2 separate regions of the Mus musculus genome follow, and region 2 is linked to region 1. The links are chromatin contacts, called in public HiChIP or PLAC-seq maps. All regions are on one chromosome and are shown on one strand. Each heading gives the region's core, a stretch centred on a gene start, on an enhancer-like site or on the middle of the called end of the contact. The rest is flanking DNA. Distances are from core to core; before and after follow the strand shown.

Evidence for each region. HiChIP or PLAC-seq counts read pairs in DNA pulled down with a chosen protein or histone mark.
Region 2: an H3K27ac HiChIP or PLAC-seq map of large pre-B cells shows a contact between it and region 1, with 2.4 times the contacts expected there. The contact joins two enhancer-like sites. A contact is called at or near these places in 2 of 115 datasets of contacts at active chromatin or transcription factors (embryonic stem cells and large pre-B cells).

The regions. Positions count from the first base shown.
Region 1 is chr12:40,915,205-40,919,719 of GRCm38.p6, forward strand. It overlaps the pseudogene Gm18246. Among named protein-coding and RNA genes, the nearest start is that of Immp2l, 110 kb to the right of the region's middle. Within about 2 kb of position 2,382, at least 36 of the 459 cell types and tissues checked have an H3K27ac peak or open chromatin away from gene starts, as enhancers often do.
Region 2 is chr12:41,680,233-41,684,747 of GRCm38.p6, forward strand. The region is part of intron 5 of Immp2l (IMP2 inner mitochondrial membrane peptidase-like (S. cerevisiae)); the gene reads left to right. Among named protein-coding and RNA genes, the nearest start is that of Gm40412, 75 kb to the left of the region's middle. Within about 2 kb of position 2,324, at least 4 of the 459 cell types and tissues checked have an H3K27ac peak or open chromatin away from gene starts, as enhancers often do.

The sequences.
Region 1 (4,515 bases), core at 1,132-3,631:
ATTGCCCTATGTGTTTAGTGACTAACAATAGTAAGCATCAAGAATGTAGTCCGTCATTGTGGAAAGGTATTGGGTAGCACTAGTTTTGAGCTCAAAGTATCAACATGTTAAGCTCCTTCTAGAAGAAATTCACATGAAAACATCTGAGCCCACTTCTAGTGATCATTCTAAAGGTGCAGTTTCCATTTGGGAATTAAGTTACAATCTCATATCAATTGCCAGTAGTTCTGACTAACCTTAACAACCATATTATGTTTCCAAAGTCATACTTTGAATTAGCAAGTTATCAGTGGGCAAGATTATCTTGTTATACAGTGGCTTTTAGTTTTTGCTGATCACATTGTATCTTAGTCAGGGTTTCTATTTCTGTACAAACATCATGACCAAGAAGCAAGTTGGGGAGGAAAGGGTTTATTCAGCTTACACTTCTGTTATACTGCTGCTCATCACCAAAGGAAGTCAGGACTGGAACTCAAGCAGGGCAGGAAGCAGGAGCTGATGCAGAGGCCATGGAGGGATGTTACTTACTGGCTTGCTTCCCCTGGCTTGCTCAGCCTGCTCTCTTATAGAACCAAGACTACCAGCCCAGAGATGGCACCACCCACAAGGGTACCTCCCCCCTTGATCACTAATTGAGAAAATGCCTTACAACTGGATCTCATAGAGGCATTTCCCCAACTGAAGCTCCTTTTTCTGTGTTAACTCCAGCCTGTGTCAAGTTGACACAAAACTAGCCAGTACACATTGACTCTGATTTTGACACATCAAACTATTTGATAAAAGTAATCATGTTTTGGCATATTTCATTATAATTAATTTAGTTGTATATAGAAATTAAAATAATATCTACAAGGACAAATGTCTTGCTTAGAAACCTTAAAAACACATGCCCTCCCTGGAAGTGTAGGGTGAAGGCTGTAACTCAGTGGGAAAGTGTTTGCCTAGCATTTATGAAGCCTGGATTCAATTAACAACCACCACCACCACCAACAACAACCACCACACACACACACACACACACACACACACACACACACACTATGCTGGTTTTTGTTGTTGTTCAACTGGACTCAGTCTAGAATCAATGAAGGAAAGGGACCCTCAGACTGCCCAGTGAGCAAGTCTGTGGTGGCATTTTCTTGGTTGCTGATTGATGTGGAAAGGCCTGGCCCATTGTGGGTGGTGCCATCCCTAGGCACCTGGGTTTAGGCTGTAGAAGAAAACATTCCTCCATAGTCTCTGCCTCTATTCCTGCACTGAGCTCCTACCCTGACTTCCCTCAAGAAAGGATCATCTTCTGGGAGTTAAAAGATTAAATAAACCCTTTCCTCCTCTAAGCTGTTTCTGGTCAGTGTACATCAGAGAAGCAAACTAGGATACAAACATGATGCATTATTGCCTTTATAATACTGGTTTGGAATGTAGCTTAGTGGTACATTATGTTCTTAGCATATACAAACACCCAGATCTAACCCTCAGCAACACACACACACAAGCACACACCACACACACTTCATCTCGCCACCCTAGAGAACTAGTAATTTAAATAAAGAGGTGTTCCCCAAAGTGGATACCAGGCTCTTTGAGAAAGACTGAGAAGAAATAAGGAGACACATTGTCATTTTACATACTTTCTCTCTTGGTATCAATACAAAGACGTAAGTGTGGAACAGGAAACAGTAATGCAAAGGCCTCATGTTGAAGGGGTTAAAAGATCATTTGGCTATATTTGTCCATGTCTTGGTCATTACAGGCTAGGAGGTGGGTCTGGGGTCATTAATATGCTAAGGATCTCCTATGCCTCATCTCATTCCTCTCTACCTACCTTTGATGCAAGTGTTACTCTGATTGTCTTATTTTCTATATTGTACCTAATGAGACTGGCTCATTTAAGGAGTCCAGACTTACATGTCTACTAAATAAGGGATACTGGATCCCAGGTTAGAAATAAAGTCTAAAGTCAGAGGTAGGACCCTGGAACATTAGGCAAATGCCTGCCGGGCCTTTGTAAGGAATTATAAGTACATTAGAATATGACTCTGATGACTCTATTTAGGCAGTCTTCAGGTTTGCTTAAGAATATTTATTTATGTCGACAGGGGCTGAAGGGCTGCGGCTGAAGGGCTGAGGAGCTTGGAGCAGCCTAATCACTGAACCCTGTGGCTGGGGAGACACCCTTCTGATTTGCTCCACATCCCGTGTGCTTCCCTCAGGATCACAAATTCTTCGAGGATGGGGATATGCAGCGGCGCTTGTGCTTACAGGCCATGCTCACTCAAGTGTCCGAGATGCTGGAAAAGTCCACGGTGCCAGAGTTCACCTGTCAGGTGGCTGGCTGTTGCCAAGGTTTTGCCTCCTTAGTGGACTACCAGCACCACTACCACATGATGCAAAGAAGCACCTGCTCTTTCTGCAGCTGTGCCTTCCCCTCTGGGCATTTGCTGGGTGTGTACTTCCTGGAATGACAGAACTCTTTGTTTTAGATCCTGGCCCAGAGGCAAGACATGTAAGGGGGGGAGGGGCCTCAGGTGAAAACTGCCCAGAGAAGTGCAAGACCAGCCAAGACCAGATCACATGGTAAGGCTACACATGTACCCTGCGGATATCTGATTTGATAAACTCAAGACAAAGGGAGGCCCAGCCATGCCAGCTCTTGCAGATGCAGCAGCCAGAGCCTTGAAAAACGAGTGATGCCATGAAGATCTGCTCTGAACTGCTGCCCCTGGAGGAGGACCTACAGCCACAGAATATCTTCTACTATCTGTTTTTGCAGCCAGAGGATTTAAAAGCACCAAGAAAAAACAAAAACAAACACCACTGATGGATTCTAGCTAGGAAAGCCAGACAGATTTTCAGGGAGTTCTGGGCCGTAGCCTTTCTCTTGCTTCTGGACCAATGTCCTGAGCTGAACCCCTGCCACCTCCTTATTTCCATCTCTGGTCACTTGAAGCAACCAGTGTGTAGAAACCCAGAATCTGCAGATTCCAGAAATAACCAGGACACACTGAGGGAGAGAAATGGAGAGACTACCTACTTGCTCTGCAGTGGCTACTCTAAGAATGTCACTATTAAGCATATGTAATGAATTCATTTTCACTAAAAAAAAGAATATTTATTTACTAACAGTAGATGTACATGTGTTCATCCGTAGTAATATCTAATTGGTTATAGTGATATGTGGCCTGGAGAAGTGGCCTAGTGGTTAAGAGCTCTGGCTGCTTTTCCAAAGGATCCAAGTTCAAGTCCTAGCACCCACATGACAGCTCATAACTCCAGTTCCAGGAGATCTATTGTCCTCCTGTGCCCTCAGTGGTCACCAATTACATATGTGCTGCACATATATACATGCAGGCAAAGCATCCATAAATCTAAAACAATAAAATAACTTTTTTAAACTGTGTGTGTCTCTGTGTGTATTAGGGATTTCACACAAGACCTTGTACATGCTCAGCCAATACTACACTATTAAGCTATATACTGATGATTATTAATAGTCTGCCAGAAGAGTTTAAAAGTTACTTTTCTTAGACATACTTATTGCCATTTCCCTCTTGCAGTGTCTTAACCCGAGGTTGGTAACTCAATCAGATCTTATTTATTCTGGGAGCTGTGAAAACATCCACTTCTGGGCTCAGTTGTGCAGCTTTCATACGGGGCCCTGGTACTGAAAGGAGGGAAGCTGAATAGGGAAGAATACAAATGAAGACCATAGGCCACTGAGTCCCATCTCAAATCAGGATCATTGACTTCTGCAATCCATTCTTGTTACCACCACCCTATTTTTGTCTAACGCATAAGCAATAGCTAACCCTGTTTCCACAATAGTCTTTCTCTGTATGGTCCTGAGTGGCTCCCTGATTCTGGGCTTTGGGGGTAACAATGAGATGGTCTAGACAACTGGAACCAAGCTTAGAGCAGTCAACCAAGCAAGGTCATCCCAGCTTCTTTTCCTGGGGTTATCTCAGGAACAGGTCTCTTGGCAAAAGATTTAGAAAGCAGCCTCTCTGCTGGGACCATCTGGGAGGTAGTTTCCTTTGCTCCAAGAAGGGGAAGTCATACAGAGGGGACTTGGTTGTGTGAGGAAGTGACAACAGAACTCTTGGAAAGCTAATGTGTAAAGGAGGTGGAGCAGAAGGTAGAGAGGAGCCTGGAGGCCTGAACCAACCCTCACCAACCAGGAGTCACCTCCCTCCAGCTTTCCTGGAAGAACAGAGCACAGAGGTGCCTTCGCTACCCACCTGGAGTACATGAGGTTTGCAGCCTAATTGCCATAACTGAATTTAAACGAAATACGGCTCTGGTCGTAACTACAGTCTTTCAATGTCAAGGTTTTGTGGCATTCGACATTGGATTAAAATTAAAAGTCTCTATGACAAGAGTGTGAAAAAATTAACAGGGGCTGACCTGCCTGTCTGTCTGGGTGGATAATAACAGATGCTATTCTTAGGAGGTAGATCTAAAACACTTCCCTTAAGCTTTCGTCTGGAGTCTTCCGCTTCCCTGCTAGGGGTACAC
Region 2 (4,515 bases), core at 1,074-3,573, 760 kb after region 1:
TTAAAAATCTTTTTTTTTTTCTTGCCAGTTTTGTTTGATTCTCCCCTAGGTTTCTGAGCTATCCAGCTTCCAGATCCTGGCCATGTAGGCAGTGTTAGACATGGGCTCCCTCTTGTGGCATGGTCTTCAAGTTAAACCAATCATTAGTTGGCCATTCCATCATGCTCTGACCACCATTGCCCCAGCACATCTTGCAGGCAGGACAGGCTGTGGGTCACAGGTTTTGTGGCTGGGTTGCTATACCAGTGTCGCACCATTGGAAGCCTTGCCTGGTTACAGAAGATGGCTGGTTCAGGCTCCATATCTTCCATTACTAGAAGTAATCACTGGGGCTACCTTCAGAGGTTCCAGGAGGTTTCCACTGCACTTGGTTTTGACATTACCTCCTAAATGCCCACCAGTCATCTTTCTTTGTACTCTGTCCCTTGGTCCCTCTGTCCCCCACCAGATCCTTCATGTTCCTATCCCCACTTGTTCTCAGTGCATCCACAAGATCTGTTTATTTTTTCTTCACATGGTTGCAACCTTAGATATCCTCTTTAACTTTCCTGGACCTGTGGTTTATAGTATGACTATTGTTTATTTAACAGCTAATATCCACATGCAAGTACATATCATGTTTATCTTTCTGGGTCTGGGTTGCCTTGCTTTAACTGGATGTCTGTGTATAGAAGAATGCAAATAAATCCATATTTATCACTCTGCACAAAACTCAAGTCCAAGTGGATCAAAGACTTCAACATAAAACCAGACACAAAGAACGTCATAGAATAGAAAGTAAGGAATAGCCTTGAACACATTAGCATAGGAGACAACTTTCTGAACAGAAAAGAGTGCCAATAGAACAGGCATTAAGATCAATAATTAATAAATGCGGCCACATAAAACTGAAAAGCTTTATAAAGCAAATGACACTATCAGTAGGACAAAATGGCAGCCTAAAGATTGGAAAAAGATTTTCAACAACTCCACATCTAACAGAGGGCTAATGTTCAAAATTTATAAAGAACTAAAGAAACTAGAAATCAACAAGCCAAACAATCCAATTTAAAAATGGGGTAGGGTAGTCTGGAGAGATGGCTCAGTGGTGAAGAGCACTGAGTGCTCTTCTAGAGGTCCTGAGTTCAATTCCCAGCAACTACATGGTGGCTTACAACCATCTGTAATGGGATCTGATGTCCTCTTCTGGTGTGTCTGAAGAGAACTATAATTGAAATCATACATAACATAAATATTTCTTTTTTTTTAAAATGGGGTAGAACGCTACACAGAGACTTCTCATTATAGGAATCTCAAATGGCTGAGAAACATTTAAAGAAATGTTCAACATTCTTTGCCATCAGGGAAATGCAAATCAAAACTACTTTGAGATTCCAAGGTCAATGATATAAGTGATAGGTCATAATTTTCAGGATGTGTAGCAAGTGCACAGCCCTCCATTGCTCATTGGAGTACAATCTTGTACAGCCACTGTAGAAATCAATATAGCCATTTCTTAGAAAATGGGAAAGAGTTTTCCTCAGGACTTAACTATACTACTGTTAGCCATATACCTAAAGGATGCTTCATCCTACCAGAAGGACACTTGCTCAACCATGTTCATTGCTGCTAAGAGTCCACTTCCTCCTTATAGATATGCATGCAAATGTATTTATAGTATCCAGAAACTGGAAACAAACTAGATGTCCCCCAACTGAAGAATAAATAAAGAAAATATGGATTTTTCCCAGATGTTAGGAAAAAAATCCTTCAACCCAAAATGTGTGCTGCCTATTCAATGTGCAGGGACAAAGATAGAGAAGAGACAGAGGGAATGCCCAACCAATGCTGCCCCAAACTGAGACCTATCCCATGGGCAAGAACCAATATCTGATTCTTAATGAATGTTATGCTTGCAGACAGGAGCCTAGCATAATTGTTCTCTGAGAGGTTCTACCCAACAGGCAATGAAAAGAGATGCAGAGATCCCCAGCCAAACATTAGATGGCTTGCCTGCCTGTGGATCCCATTCCTTTATCTGGGCCATCTTGTCTGGCTTCAGTGGGGGTGCATGTGCCTAGTCCTGCAGTGACTTGATGTGCCGGGAGGGGGGGTTGTAGTGTGTGAGGGAATGAGGAGGGAGGGATGGGGGAGGATCTGCATGAGGGAGGAGGAGGAGAGGGGTGCTGATACTGGAATGTGATGTGAATAAATACATAATAAAAAGGATGAAACAACAACAAAATGACATCAATACATTTGCAGGCAGATGGGTGGACCCAGCTTCCATTTTGTGAAGCTCCACTCTCAATGCCTTTCCATTAACCCCCCTAATTGTATGATCTAGTTCAACATGCAGTATCACTTCTTCTTTTAGACTTAGCTTAGTTTTCACAAAGGTCGAATATAAACACAGTGTTTTTTTTTTGGTTTTGTTTTATTTTCTGCCACACATTTAAACAAATGATTTAAACTGGGTCTTTCACATGAACAACTTTCATGTAACTTACTTTTGTTACTACAGTAAAACATTTGCCTGAGGTTTATGACCTAGAATGCTTGCAGCTAAGAGGTCACTCCCTCGTAATACTTTGGTTCTTAACAGTTAAAATTCATGCTTCAAAAACTCAGTTGTGATTATTTCCAAACATGTTTATACTGGCTGCACTTTTATCATACCATCTTATTTAATTACACATTACACACCTTGATGAAATTCAATTAAGGGGAAAAACAAATCAAATATTTAGAACGCCTGAACTAGAATGAGTTTGCTTTCTTAAATGGCTGTCAAATGGGACAAGACAACTGAAAAGTCCCGAGGAAAATGCATAAAAATCTGCAGGGATTCTGTCTGCAGATTTCGATTCAAATATCTTTAAATATGTTCCAATGTAAGGAAATTAAAAGTAGGGTTTGTAACCAGGATATACAGGTGTGCTTTGTAAAATAGAGACTTGTCAAGAATTCAGCTCAGAGGTTTTATAACCAAAGAAAATGTCTTTTTAAAATTTGGAAATGAATTATGCATTGCACATATTATAATATATTATGATGTATTGTGTGAATGTATTTTTGTGTAATCCTTTGCCAACTTAAAAAGAAATTCTGACAATTATCAGTCTGAATTGTATTAAATAAGATAATTTCTTATTTGTTTGACTTTGACTATGCTTTCCTTCCACTTGAAACATCCTAATCCCCTCTCCTTCCTGATTTGTGTTTATCCTTCTCATTCAGTGTCAACAAAGGCACCCTGAGACTCTTTACATGCTCGCACAAATACTTATTAGAAACAACTACACAGGAAAAGCTTAGTATCGTATAAAATGGGGGGTATATTCATCCTGTTTCATATAAGTATGAATAAATCTTATTTTAATTATAAGGACTACATTAAACTTTCCTAATCTGGGTGTCTTAATCTATTGATCTCCATGGTAATCACAGGTTTGACAATGACTCAGAGATTGATAACATTATGTGGATAGAACACATCAAAATGGAGTCATGTATTAATTTGAGAAGTGTCAGGTCCAAAAACTTGTTAGCTTTTCATGCATTAAAGCCAGGGAAATCATTTGTAGCAGAGAAAGGCTGTTGGTATAGACACATGACTGCAAAGCATATCTCTAAATGAATAGCACAGTGGAGTGAGGCAGTAATTGGCAACACAGGATTTTAGTGAATATAGAGGTTTCCATGGCAAGCCTGTTTCATCTAATCAACGTGGTATTTTGCAATCATGGAGAGAATATAATTATAAGCATTTATTATCTAAGTGGACTGGTTTTTGATAAGGGTGAAATAGAACTGCTTTTGTTTGAGAGGGATAGGTATCCAATCCAAAGAGTCAGAGATTATGGTTATTATGTGTTTCTGGTGCTTCCAAGGGAACACAGGCTTCTCTTGGATTTGCTTTTTGTGACCAAATAGCTGTTTAACCACAGATGTGCTAGAGGTTTAGAGATGAATATATACCCCTTCACTGGTGACTGGTATATAGCATGCTGTTAACAGAGAATAATTTGTTTTATACCCAGTAAGAGTCCAGCAATAATAAATGGAGCATGGTGTGGATATAATAATGGACATATAGGGATGGAACTGAAAATAACACACCCTGGAGACAAGTCCATGCATTACAGTTGTCCTTTGATTTCTTTGAGTCTTGGTTCCAAGATGGCCAAAACAAGAAGAATCAATTATCAATTATCTTCAGTCTTGTTCACGTACTTAGCTGTATGAACTGTGCCCTATGTATGCCCAAGGACAAGGCCATTAAGTTCATCATGTAGAAATTATAGATGCCAGTGCCATCGGGGACATTTCTGAAACAAGTGTCTTCAACACTTACATGCGTCTCAAGCTCTGTGTCAAGATGCATTTCTGTGCGAGCTGCGTCATCCATAGCCAGGTGGTCAAGAATTGATCTTGGGAAGCCTAGAAAGACTAAACATCCTTAGCATGGTTTAGACCTGCTGGTGTTGACCTACAACCTCCACCAGTTCATGCAAAGAGCTGGCTTGATAAGGA